Linked DNA regions of Sus scrofa: region 1 is linked to region 2. Evidence: chromatin contacts called from public HiChIP or PLAC-seq data. All regions are on one chromosome and are shown on one strand. The core of a region is the stretch at or near the end of the contact, and the rest is flanking DNA. Distances in the headings are between cores, read along the strand shown.

What was found. HiChIP or PLAC-seq counts read pairs in DNA pulled down with a chosen protein or histone mark.
Region 1: an H3K27ac HiChIP or PLAC-seq map of alveolar macrophages shows a contact between it and region 2. The contact joins two enhancer-like sites. A contact is called at or near these places in 29 of 47 Hi-C or Micro-C datasets (adipose tissue, alveolar macrophages, blood and 14 more) and 2 of 2 datasets of contacts at active chromatin or transcription factors (alveolar macrophages and skeletal muscle).

What each region holds. Positions count from the first base shown.
Region 1 is chr14:76,660,802-76,666,619 of Sscrofa11.1, forward strand. The region is part of intron 1 of LOC102160869 (atherin-like); the gene reads right to left. Among named protein-coding and RNA genes, the nearest start is that of PLAU, 34 kb to the left of the region's middle. Within about 2 kb of position 4,225, at least 27 of the 83 cell types and tissues checked have an H3K27ac peak or open chromatin away from gene starts, as enhancers often do. A contact at or near this core is called in alveolar macrophages, where this site is marked.
Region 2 is chr14:76,608,243-76,614,575 of Sscrofa11.1, forward strand. It overlaps LOC102160869 (atherin-like), which reads right to left. Exons shown (of 3, transcript XM_013983354.2): 3 at 377-1,381. The coding sequence ends at 1,291. It also overlaps a transcript of CAMK2G not described here. Among named protein-coding and RNA genes, the nearest start is that of PLAU, 18 kb to the right of the region's middle. Within about 2 kb of position 2,404, at least 7 of the 83 cell types and tissues checked have an H3K27ac peak or open chromatin away from gene starts, as enhancers often do. A contact at or near this core is called in alveolar macrophages, where this site is marked.

The DNA.
Region 1 (5,818 bases), core at 2,975-5,474, 54 kb after region 2:
GAGTCAAAGAATGACCAGGGAAGGCTTCGCAGAACAGAAGGTACTTAGGCTGAGTCTTGAAGAATGAGGAAGCATTTTCTGGGTGGACAAGGAGAGGTGGGGTATTCCAGAGAAAGAGAATACCTTGTATGAAAACACTTTTTATAAAAATCTAGAGGAGTAGGAAGTTCCTTGGTGGTGAAGGAGGTTAAACATCTGGTGTTGCCACAGCTGTGGCACAGGTTTGATCCCTCGCCTGGGAACTTCCACTTGCCGTGGGTGCAGCCAAAAAACGAACAAAAATCTAGAGGAGTAAAAGAGGCTATTCTTCTCATGAACATTAAATTGGTCAGTGTGGTGGAGACACAGGGGACATGGGGAGAAGATGGTCTGGAGAAAGACACCAAGGAAGAATAAGAAGGCTTTGAAGAACTTTGTGTGAATGATAGAGCAGGCATTGTTGCTCCATTTAATAGCTGAGAAAACTGAGTCACAGAAAGGCTAAATGACTTGCCCAAGGCCACATTAGGGGAGGAGGCCAAACTGCAATATAGTTCTAAGGTTTTTAAGCCTCAGGCTATATGGTGCTTCCTAGGCCAGGCCCCATCCTTTAGAACTTTCTGATGTTCTGGCTTGAACCACTCCAAGTTGTTAGCAAAGAAGAACAGGGCCGCCCTCACAGTAGGCTCTGACCACACTGGCCACATACTTGGCACACCCTTGTACCAGAAGCCACAGGAGAGCTTTCTCGAAGAGATCTTTTCCTCAAAAATGACATATGCACACTCAATCTTGAAGTTGGTAAGCACGCCTGAGAAACAACAGCGGCAGCATCCTGGCACCTAGCTGTCCTGAGAAGCCACTTTCCATTCTTGCTGCCAGCATGTAAGTGATATTTAGGCCGCTTGTTCCCACCCAAGACAGAGAGCCATGGATATAGCAGGAGATCAGTTCCACATCTTTACAATGTTGCATAGGCTTTGGAATCAGAAAGAGGTGATTTTCTTTCTTTCTTTCTTTCTTTTTTTTTTTGTTTTTGTCTTTTTGCCTTTTCTAGGGCTGCACCCATGGCATGTGGAGGTTCCCAGGCTAGGGGTCTAATGGAGCTGTAGCCGCTGGCCTCCACCACAGCCACAGCAACAAGGGATCCGAACTGTGTCTGTGACCTACACCATGGCTCATGGCAATGCCGGATCCTTAACCCACTGAGAAAGACCAGGGATCGAACCCGCAACATCATGGTTCCTAGTCAGATTCGTTAACCACTGCGCCACGAGGGGAACTCCAGAAAGAGGTGATTTTCATACTTACTCTAATGTTAAAATGAAGGCGTTCCCGTTGTGGCTTATTGGTTAATGAATCCAACAAGGAACCATGAGGTTGCGGGTTCGATCCCTGGCCTTGCTCAGTGGGTTAAGGATCTGGCATTGCCGTGAGGTCACAGATTTGGCTCAGATCTGGCATTGCTGTGGCTCTGGCGTGGGCCAGCGGCTACAGCTCCAATTAGACTCCTAGCCTGGGAACCTCCGTATGACACGGGTGCGACCCTGAAAAGACAACAGACAAAAAAATAAATAAATAAAATAATGGTTAAAATGAAAAGACTGATATTCCATGTATTGTCAAGGATGCAGAACTGCTAAACAATTTGGCAGTATTTAATAAACTTAAATATATTTGGACCTAAGAAAAATGTTCATGACAGTGTTACTCAAAATAGCCTAAAACTGGGAGTTCCCATTGTGGCTCAGTGGAAACGAACCTGACTAGTATCCGTGAGGATGCAGGTTTGATCCCTGGCCTCACTCAGGGGTTAAGGATCCAGCATTGCTATGGCTGTGGTGTAGGCTGGTAGCTACAGCTCTGATTTGACCCCTAGCCTGAGAACTTCCATATGCTGCAGCTTCAGCCAAAAAAAATAAAGCCTAAAACTGGAAACAACCTAAATATTTATCAATAAGAGAATGGATAGGAGTTCCAGTCATGACTCAGTGGTTAATGAACCCAACTAGTATCCATGAAGACACGGGTTCGATCCCTGGCCTTGCCCAGTGGGTTAAGGATCTGGCATTGCTGTGAGCTGTGGTGTAGTCTGGCAGCTACAGCTCCAATTCAACCCCTAGCCTGGGAACCTCCATATGCCATGAGTGCTGCCCTAAAGAGACAAAAAAATAAACAAATAAATAAGAGAATGGATAAATACATTGAGGGGTATATTCATAAAATCATATACTATTCAGGAATAAAAAGGAACAAACTGCTGATCCACTCAATATTATACACAAATCCTTGACACGCTATATTGAGCAAAAGAAAGCAGATACAATAGTATGATCCCATTCATCAAAATTTCAAGGATAGGTAAATCAGGGGTTCCTGTTGTAGCTCAGTGGGTTGAGAACCTCACACAGTATCCATGAGGATGTGGGTTCAACTCCTGGCCTCACCCAGTGGGTTAAGGACTTGGTGTTGTTGCAAGCTGCGGTATAGTTCGAAGATGCAGCTTGGATCCGGTGTTTCTGTGGCTGTGATGTAGTCCAGCAGCTACAGCTTGGATTCTACCCCGAGTCTGGGAACCTCCATATGCCACAGGGACTTTCATATTCCTAAAAAAAAAAAGGGGGTATTGAATAGGAAAATCACATCTATGAGGCTACAAGTCAGAATATTGGTTACCTTGGGATTAGAGGGATTGGGTGTTTTCTGGAAAGGAGCATAAGGGAATTTTTGAGAGGTATGGAAGTATTTAATACTAGTCTGCATGGTGGCCACATGGGTATATGCATATTAAGTGTATATAAGTCACAGCTCAGTAAACTACTGTGTGTCTAAGAGACAGACAGAGACAGAAAGAAACGGAGACGTAAGTCTTGTTCCTAGTTCTCAGTTCTACCACTGCTAAGGAGTCTCTGGGCAAGTTACTTAACATTTATGATCCCCTTCCCTCATCTAAAAAATGGAAATAATAATAGTACCCCTCTCATTGGGTAGTTCTTAAATTAAAACTTTATTTTTATCTTATGGTGATTCTAACACTTAACATGAGATCCACTCACTGAAGAGATTTTTAAGTGTACAATATAGTTAGCTGTAGTCACAGTGCTGTATAGCAGATCTAGAACTTACTCATTTTGTATTACAGAAGCTTTAAATCTATTGATTAGCATCTCTCCATTTCCCCCTCCAGCCTGTCCCTGGCAACCACTATTCTGCTTTCTGCTTCTATGAGTTTGACTATTTAAATTTCTTATATAAGTAGAATCATACAGTATTGTCCTTCTCTAACCAGCTTATTCCACTTAGATAATGTCCTCAGGGCTTCACCAGGTTATCTCATATTTTTAAGATTTTCTTCTTTTTAAAAGCTGAATGATACTCCATTGCATGCATGAACCACATCGGCTTTATCCATTCATCCCTCCAGTGCACTTTTAGGTTGCTTCCACATCTTGACTATTGTGAACAATGCTGCAGTGAACATAGGAATGCTAATATCTTTTCAAGATCCTGATTTCAATTCCTTTGGATAGATACCAGGAGTGGGATTGCTAGATCATATGGCATTCTATATTTTATTTTATTTTATGTTCAGTTAAAAAAAAAAAGCAACATGGGATCTGAGCCACATCTGTGAACTACACCATAGCTCATGGCAACTGCGACACCAGATTCTTAACCCACTGACTGGGGCCAGGGATCGAACCTACATCCTCAAGGATACTAGTCGGGTTCATTGCCACTGAGCCACAACAGGAATTCTTATTTTTAATTTTTTGAGAAACTTCAACACTTCTTTCCACAGTAACTGAACCATTTTGCAATCCCATCAACAGTGTACAAGGGGTCTAATTTCACATGCTTGCCAACGCTTGTCTTTTGCCTAAGGTAGTTTTAGGAATTAAATGAGATAATGCACAAAAAATCTTAGTCCAAGAACCTGGAAAAAACAAAACAAAACCAAAAAACCTAAGAGTTTGGCAAAAGCTCTTCTCACCCTCACCCACCACTTACTCTACCAGGAACAGGTCTCTGAAGGCTTACCCCCCCAAAACACAGTTCCATCACTGGGTTGGGTCAGATCCCCAAGCAGCACTCCCAAGCCCCACAGCACTAAATGTTGCCACACTCTCAGAAGCCATAAGGTTCTGGCAACTAGAAAGAAGTTTCGTCGAATTCTGAACAGGAAGCTGCAGTGGCAGCTGATAATCTGTGACCCGAATATAGCTATCCATTATCTCACTGTGGTTTCTTGTTTCCCTGACAGAGGAAACGCCCACAACTTTCTTGAAGTTACTCTAAACACACAGTTCCTTGTTTAGCTCTGGCAGGATAATGTTACCCCTGGGCACTCCTGTGGCCTCCCTGTCAACCTGGGGGTCCCAGCTCAATCTGTGGGGTAACTGTGCCTTCTCCTTAGGAGGGTGATGACAGGAGCGCATGAGGAAAAAGGCCATTTGTATCTATGGCCATTGGAAGATAAAAGAAAACAAGGCAAGAAACCTTTACCACATCTCCTTTTTGTTCCTCTTCAAGAAACCAGCCAGGCAAACTGACATGCTGGGAGGGAAGGTGTCATCACTAGTTTCTGAATTGCTCTCTGTCTCCAGTCACTTCCCTCTGGTTCTGTTCTTCTCAGGGAAGAAAAATCTGTCCTAGTGAGTCCACCCTCCGGGTGAGGAGCAGAGCCCAGGCTAAAGCCTTGGGTTTGAGCAGAAAAGCCCCGTTAAGGTTCGTCCTTATAAAACTCAGAGCCCAGGAGGCTCTTGGACAAATTGCAAAGGAAGCAAAGTTTGGCTTCTCCTCCTTCTGGCTGCCTCCTAACTAGCCTGTTCTCCACCAAAACTTTTACGATACCAATTCACTTATCACTGCATCTGGGGGATCATTCAATCTGAAGAAGTAAGGATTTCAGGTGCTGCTGCTCTCGAGAGTACTTATACTTTAGGAATTCCCTTGTGGTGCAGTGGGTTAAGGATCTGGCCTTGTTACTGCAGCAGTGTGGGTCACTGTTGTGGCAGGGGTTCTATCCCTGGCCTGAGAACTTCCACATGCCACAGGCATGGCCAAAAAAAAAAAAAAAAGAGTACTTATACTTTTTTTTTTTTTGTCTTTTTGCCTTTTCTAGGGCTGCTCCCACAGCATATGGAGGTTCCCAGGCGGGGGTTGGATCGGAGCTATAGCCGCCAACCTACGCCACAGCCACAGCAACACGGGATCAGAGCCACATTGGTGACCTACAGCACAGCTCACGGCAATGCCAGATCCTTAACCCACTGAGCAAGGCCAGGGATCGAACCCACAACCTCATGATTCCTAGTCGGATTTGTTAACCACTGCGCCACGATGGGAGCTCCAAAAAAAGAGTACTTATACTTTAAAAGAGAACTTTTGAGGAATTCCCTTTTGGCTCAGCAGGTTAAGAACCTGACTAGTATCCATGAGGATACAGGTTCGATTCCTGGCTTTGCTCAGTGGGTTAAGGATCTGGCATTGCCACAAGCTGCGGTGTAGGTCGCAGATGCTGGTAGGATCTGGTGTTGCTATGGCTGTGGCAGAGGCCGGCAGCTGCAGCTCTGATTTAACCCCTAGCCCAGGAACCTCCATATGCTGCAGATGTGGCCCTAAAAAGAAAAAAAAAAGAGAACTCTTGAGATAGTAATGCTTAAATCAAAGGACTGTATCTCTGACATCTGGGGAGCTGTGTTTGGCAGGGAGGACAAGTCCTGTGGGCTCTCTCTGGCCCTCTGGTGGCCATTACTTCTTGGTCAGGTCTCCAGATGTAGATGACACAGCATGACTAGTTTTAAAAGACCATTTTTTTTCTTAAGAGGAACCAGAA
Region 2 (6,333 bases), core at 1,154-3,653:
TGTTTGTGAGCCCTGGTTTATGTCTCTATGAAGGCTATTCCACTGCAGCTGTCTCTGTTGCCTGTAAGTTGTTTCTTATTCTTATTTGCATCCCACAGGGAATGATTCCAAAAGATGTTAACTGACTTCTGTTTCTCTAGCCCTATACTCTGAATTAATTAATTCTCTGAGTCTTAGACCACCTTAGCTCCATGTTGTTCTTTTCTTTATCTTTTTCTTTTTAGGGTCACACCTGCAGCATATGGAAGTTACCAGGCTAGGGGCTGAATCAGAGCTGTAGCTGCTGGCCTATACCACAGCCACAGCGATGCGGGATCTGAGCTGCTTCTGTGAATGACACCACAGCCGACGGCAATGCCAGATCCTTAACCACTGTGAAGCCCAGGGATCGAACCCGCGTCTTCACGGATACTAGTCGGGTTCACTAACACGGCATCACCACGGGAACTCTAGTTCCATGTTGTTCTATGTGCTGAGTCAGAGCATGTACAATTGGCCCCAGTCCGGGGACTGACTGGGGGAGGCCCTTAGTTATTGCTTCAACATCTCCAACCTGATTTTCAGTTCCTAAAATGCACTGGGTTCATTTCTGCCTCAGATCAATTCCTCTGCCTAGAAAGTTCTTTCTTTCCCTTTATGATAGGCTAACTCATCTTCATCCTTTAGAACTTAGCTTAAAAGTCACTTTCTCAGTGAAGCCTTCCATATCATTCACCCCATTAGGTTATGTCCCTCCACCTGCCATTCTCACAGTGCACTATATTCCTCCTTAATGTATGTACAATAATTACATATGTGTTGGTATAATTTGTATTCACACTGGAGTCACATCAATGCAGTTAACTTGTTGCAAAACCAACTCTACACACTCAGCTGAAAGAGACAGAAACAAATTCCTTTATATAAAGTCACTTTCCACAATTAAAGACAGATCTTGACATTTGCCCCAGGATCACACCCAAAGCACAAAGAGAAATAGATGTTATTTCTTGGCTTTTTTGCTTCTAAATATCAAGGTCCTGGTGAATTAAGGGATTTTCAAGAATAATTTTGCAATCTTTGCTCATAATCTTATTTTAGAATCTACTATCACCCCCTACACACACACACACACACACACACACACACATACACACACACACATGGAGAAGATGGAAATCCACTGTATTAGCTGCCTCTCCCTCTATACTGAAGCTCCATGAGGATAGATAACACACTTGCCTCTATCATTGCTGGATCCTTGGGTCTAGTGAAGTGGTGGACATGTAGTAAGTCCTTAATAAACCTTCATCAGATGGATGATGGATGATGGGTGATGGATGGATGGATAATGGAGGAGGGATGATCAGGACTGTGAGGACCAGTGTTGCGTAGGAGGCACCTGGAAATAGGATGATACTTAATGTGATGTAGCTACCTACAAGCTAGAGAGGAGAATGATGAAGGTAACGAAGTGGCTGAACTACTGCAGTTGAACTGTCTCCCAAAGACCTGTACTTCTACTGTAAATCCCACACTCTACTTTCCTCCAAACCAAGATCACTGGATTAGAGCCTTATCCCAGACAGTGCGGCTGCCTCTGAGTCACTGTGCAGCACTGCTATAGCCCTCAGGGCTGAGACAGGGCACTCCATCCGGCATGGATTATTAACCCAGATCAAAAATTCCACTCAGCCCCCTACTGTGACCCTGCTCATGACTCTCTCCCTACCCTAGCCCCAGGCTTTGCTTTGACCCAATTCCAACCCTAATCTTGATCATGATTTTTATTTTTAATTATTACAGTATAGTTGATTTACAGTGTTGTGCTAATTTCTGCTGTACAGCAAAGTGACCCAGTCATACATATATATACTTTCCTTTTCCTATATTATCTTCCATCATTTGATCACAATTTTTTTTACAGCACTGGGGCCAGTCCTGACTCTGATTCGCATCTTGACCCTAACCTTGGCCCAGACACATCCTTGCTTCTGATCCTGAGTATACTACATGCCTGTGCTCTTTTGCTCACTGTTATTTACAGAGCTTGTGCACATATTATTTTATTTGATATTTACAACACTTTTTTTTTTCCTTCAGTTGAGAAAACTGAGAATCTGAAAAATGCCCCAGGTCACACAGCTAGTAAATCAGGGAGCCCAGATCAGACTCAGGTCTTCCTGCTCTAAATCCAGGGCTACAGGAGTTGGGGTTACTGAAGTTCCAGATGTGGTTCTCCATTGATCTTATGGCAAAGCAATCCTAGATAATCAAAGCCTCCAGGTACTAAGAGTAGTGCTGATAATTATAATTACCTTATCTTAACTAGGCAATTTCTTTGCAACAAGCAAAGTGCTAAGAAGCTCTCATACATTATCTTACTTCATACCCACTATGAGGTTACAGAGATCTGTTGCCCCATTTTATAAGAAAGGAAACCATGGCTTTTGGAGGTTAAGTAACTTGCTCAAGATCATGCAGCTAGTAAGAGGCAAGACAGAATTTGAACCCAAGTCTTGAACCTTTACAAAGAAATGAGATAGCGACAAGAAACAGCTATGAGTCTGGGTCCTGCCTCCATGTTCCCACCATACCTTTTGAGCTGTAGTACCAAATTCCAGAGTATTGTCTTTGATCACCAAAACTGGGTCAAAAATGAGTCAAGCCTTGGTATAACTGACTCACTGCGGTGTCTGTCAGCTCTATAAGGAGACAGGAAGCCTCAGAGGGCAACTGCCAGCTGACCACTGCAGAGTGGATGAAGGTCCCAGAAGCATCCACCACAAGCCCTGTGGTGGTTTAACATGGAAACCCACATGCCTTCCAAATAAAGACCCAGACTGAAGATTCATTTTAAAAATCAAACCTGCCAATCCCCACTTCTTTCTCCATACTCAGCTCTACACGCTAACAGGGCTCCATTTTGGTTAACTCCCCTGTCTTTCATCTCTGACTTCTACATTTTATCCATTTCCTTCCTGGATAGGTTTCTGTGTCTCCATCCCCATCTCAACTCAAGATTCTGAATATCTGTGATGCCACCTTTTCATAGTCTGTTTCTCTTGAATCTTATTCTCAATGCTTTGTCGATCCCTTTGTCATGGGACTACCCCACCACCACCCTGCAACTTTTTTTGTAAAATACACATAACATAAAATTTGCTAATTTAACCATTTTTAAGTGTACAGTTCAGTGGCATTAAGTGCATTCCCTTTATTGTGCAACCATTACCACCATTCATTTCCAGAAATTTTTCATCATTCCAACCAGAAACTCTGTATCCATTAAACAATAACTCCCCATAAGCCCTGGTAAACTCTGCTCTACTTCTGTATGGATTTGCTAATTCTAGGTACCTCATATGAGTGGGATCATATAATATGTAGCCTTTTGTGTCTGGCTTATTTCACTAAACGTTATGGAGGTTCATCCATATTGTTGCATGTATTAGGACTTCATTCATTTTTAAGGCTGAAAAATATTCCATTGTATGTCTATGCCACATTTGATTTATCCCTTCATCTGTTTATTGATGATTGGGTTGCTTCTATGGGTAATATGCATAATGCTGTTATGAACATAAGTGTACAAGTATCTGTTTAGTCCCTGCTTTCAATTCTTTTGGGTATATACCTAGGAGTGGAATCATATGGTAATTGTAGGTCTAACTTTTTGAGGACCTATCAAACTGTTTCCCATGGTGGCTGCATCATTTTATTCCTACCAACAACACACAGTGGTTCCAGTTTCTTCATATCCTCACTGACACTTGTCATTTTCCACTTTTTTTGTTAAAAGCCATCCTGATGGATATGAAGTGGTATGCGAGATCTCTTTTGAACACAGCACTCCATGAGTCCAAGTGTTCTAGATTCCCAGGGTCTGCTCTGCCTCCTTGGGACCCTATGAGCCTCCCTGGCTCTGAGAATTGCTATTTACAGCCAACATACTTCTTTCTCCCTGCACTTTCTGGTCTTTCTTCCAGGCTCTGACAATGTGCTGCCATCTCTCTGCCTTTTGCTTTTGGAGAGTTGGGCTGAGAAGTAACACAGAGTTTGGGAAGAATACAAAATCAATTTCTTTAGGCACCACAATTGTCTGAGCTCTTTTTTCCATGTAGTCTTCCAGACCAAAGACGACTGTGCTGGCTCCAGGGGACTGATTTTATGACTTTGACCTGCCACTGACCTCAGAACTAGAACAACAACCAGAGCTTCGAGCAAAATTGTTTCTTCTACTTACCAGGACCTAAGGGAACAGCTTATGGTCTAGCTACAAGCTCCGAGCTTTCTGAATCAAGACTGTCTTGAGCCCCTTCCTTTGCTGAGGCTCATATTTGGTGGTTTAGGTCTTCAAGACAGATCCTGGGTGTGGTGATTCACCTCCTCATGAGCCCATGACTCCTTGAGGGGAACTTGGAAACCTGGAATTTTGGTCACGATTCCCTGTTCATATTCCCAGAACCCAGACTCTCTGGGGCAACATTTGTTTATATTGTTTAATACTTACGTCCTCTCTGTAGACATCTGATGTCAAGGGCAGGGTGCGTCAAACCTGGCCCCCGTGTCCTCATACATCCTGGGCCGGGCTTCAGCCCAAGCCTCGCGCCTCTGCGTAAAGGTGCCTGATATACGTTTCTTTTCTTTCAGCCTCTCCTTTCTTCTGTGAAAGCAGGTGGAAAGAACCTCCTTCTGCATTCCACAAAAGGGAAAACTAGGCCCATGGAGGGAAGTGACTCACCAGGTTCAAAGGTGGAGTCAGCAACCAAGTTGGGAATGGAGCTCCATCCTCTGCCTCTGAAACCACAGTCCCCACTATGGGCAGAAATCCCCTTCCTCAAGAGGAAGCTCTTGGCTCATACTTAGAGATATGGCTTTTGTATTTGACAGGTGCCCCTGGGATTGGGCACGGGGGCTCTCTGCCCTCAGTCTTTCCACACCACACCATAAAACTATTGTTTTGGCCTTCAAATAAAAATTTCATGGTACAGCCCTTAAAGCAAATTTCTAAAGCTCTTTCTTAAGCAAAACATGTGACCCTTAAAGTTTGGAAAAACAAAAGCTCCTAAAGAATAGGAACAAAGACAGCTGTAGGAGCCTCATCTCTTCCTTGCAGTCTCACTTCCCCACTGGTGTCCTCTTGTGTCCTCACTCCCACTATTCACCCAGCCCTGGGCATTTATCATTTCCCCATTCCTTCTCGCCCAAGCCCAGACAAAATCCAAGTTACTCTCTTTGGTACATTTGTTTCAATTGAGACCAATAGGAATTTTCAGTTTCACAGAAAATCTTATATACACCCTTGTTCAAGAATTTAGAGTGCCTGTCCAGAGTCTATGGTATCAAGTACAAATTTTCATCTGGCTTTTGAGACCTTGTATAGTCTGACTTCACCCCACCTATCTTTACTTAGTTCTCACCACTCTTCAGTGTAAATGCTCCCTAATGGAACAAGATTTCTCACTGAAATCTTTTCTCACACGTGTACACACACACACACACACACACACACACAGAGTTAAACATACGAAGTTTACTCTCCACAATATATAAAATGTTTATTCCAATTCCTGTCTTTTTTTCTAGGATTCTTGCTTAGAACTTTTTTTCCTGCCCTCTACTAATCCAACATAACCCACCCTTTAGGATTTGTTCATGTCTAGGAAATCTCTAATTTCAGTGTGTCTGTTCTCTAAGCTTTTATTGCATTTATAGTCAGTAGTCAGAATGTTTAATATTAACAGGATTTTTTATTTATTTATTTTTTTGCTTTTTAGGGCCACAACCACTGCATATAGAAGTTTCCAGGCTAAGGGTCAAATTGGACCTACAGCTGCCGGCCTACGCCACAGCAACAGGGACATGGGATCCGAGCCGTGTCTGCAACCTACACTCAACTCACAGCAACACCAGATCCTTAACCCACTGAGCAAGACCAGGGATGGAACTGAATCCTCATGGATCCTAGTTGGGTTCGTTAACCACTGAACCATGAAGGGAACTCCAATGGAGTTTTTTTTTAGTTTTGGCAAAAAACACATAACATAGAATTTATCATCTTAATCTTTTTTTTTTTTTTTTTTAAATGGCCACACGTATAGGATATGGAAGTTCTGGGCCAGGGATCAAATCCAAGTGGCAGTTTTGACCTAGTCACAGTTGTGACAATGCCAGATCCTTATCCTACTGCATTGGGCTGGGGATCAAACATGCAACTCTGCATCAACTTGAGCTGCTGCAGTCAGGTTCTTAACCCACTGCACCAAGTGGGGACTCCCATCTTAATCCTTTTTAAGTGTACAGTTCATTAGTGTTAAATATGTTCACTTTGTTGTGCAACAGATCTCTAGA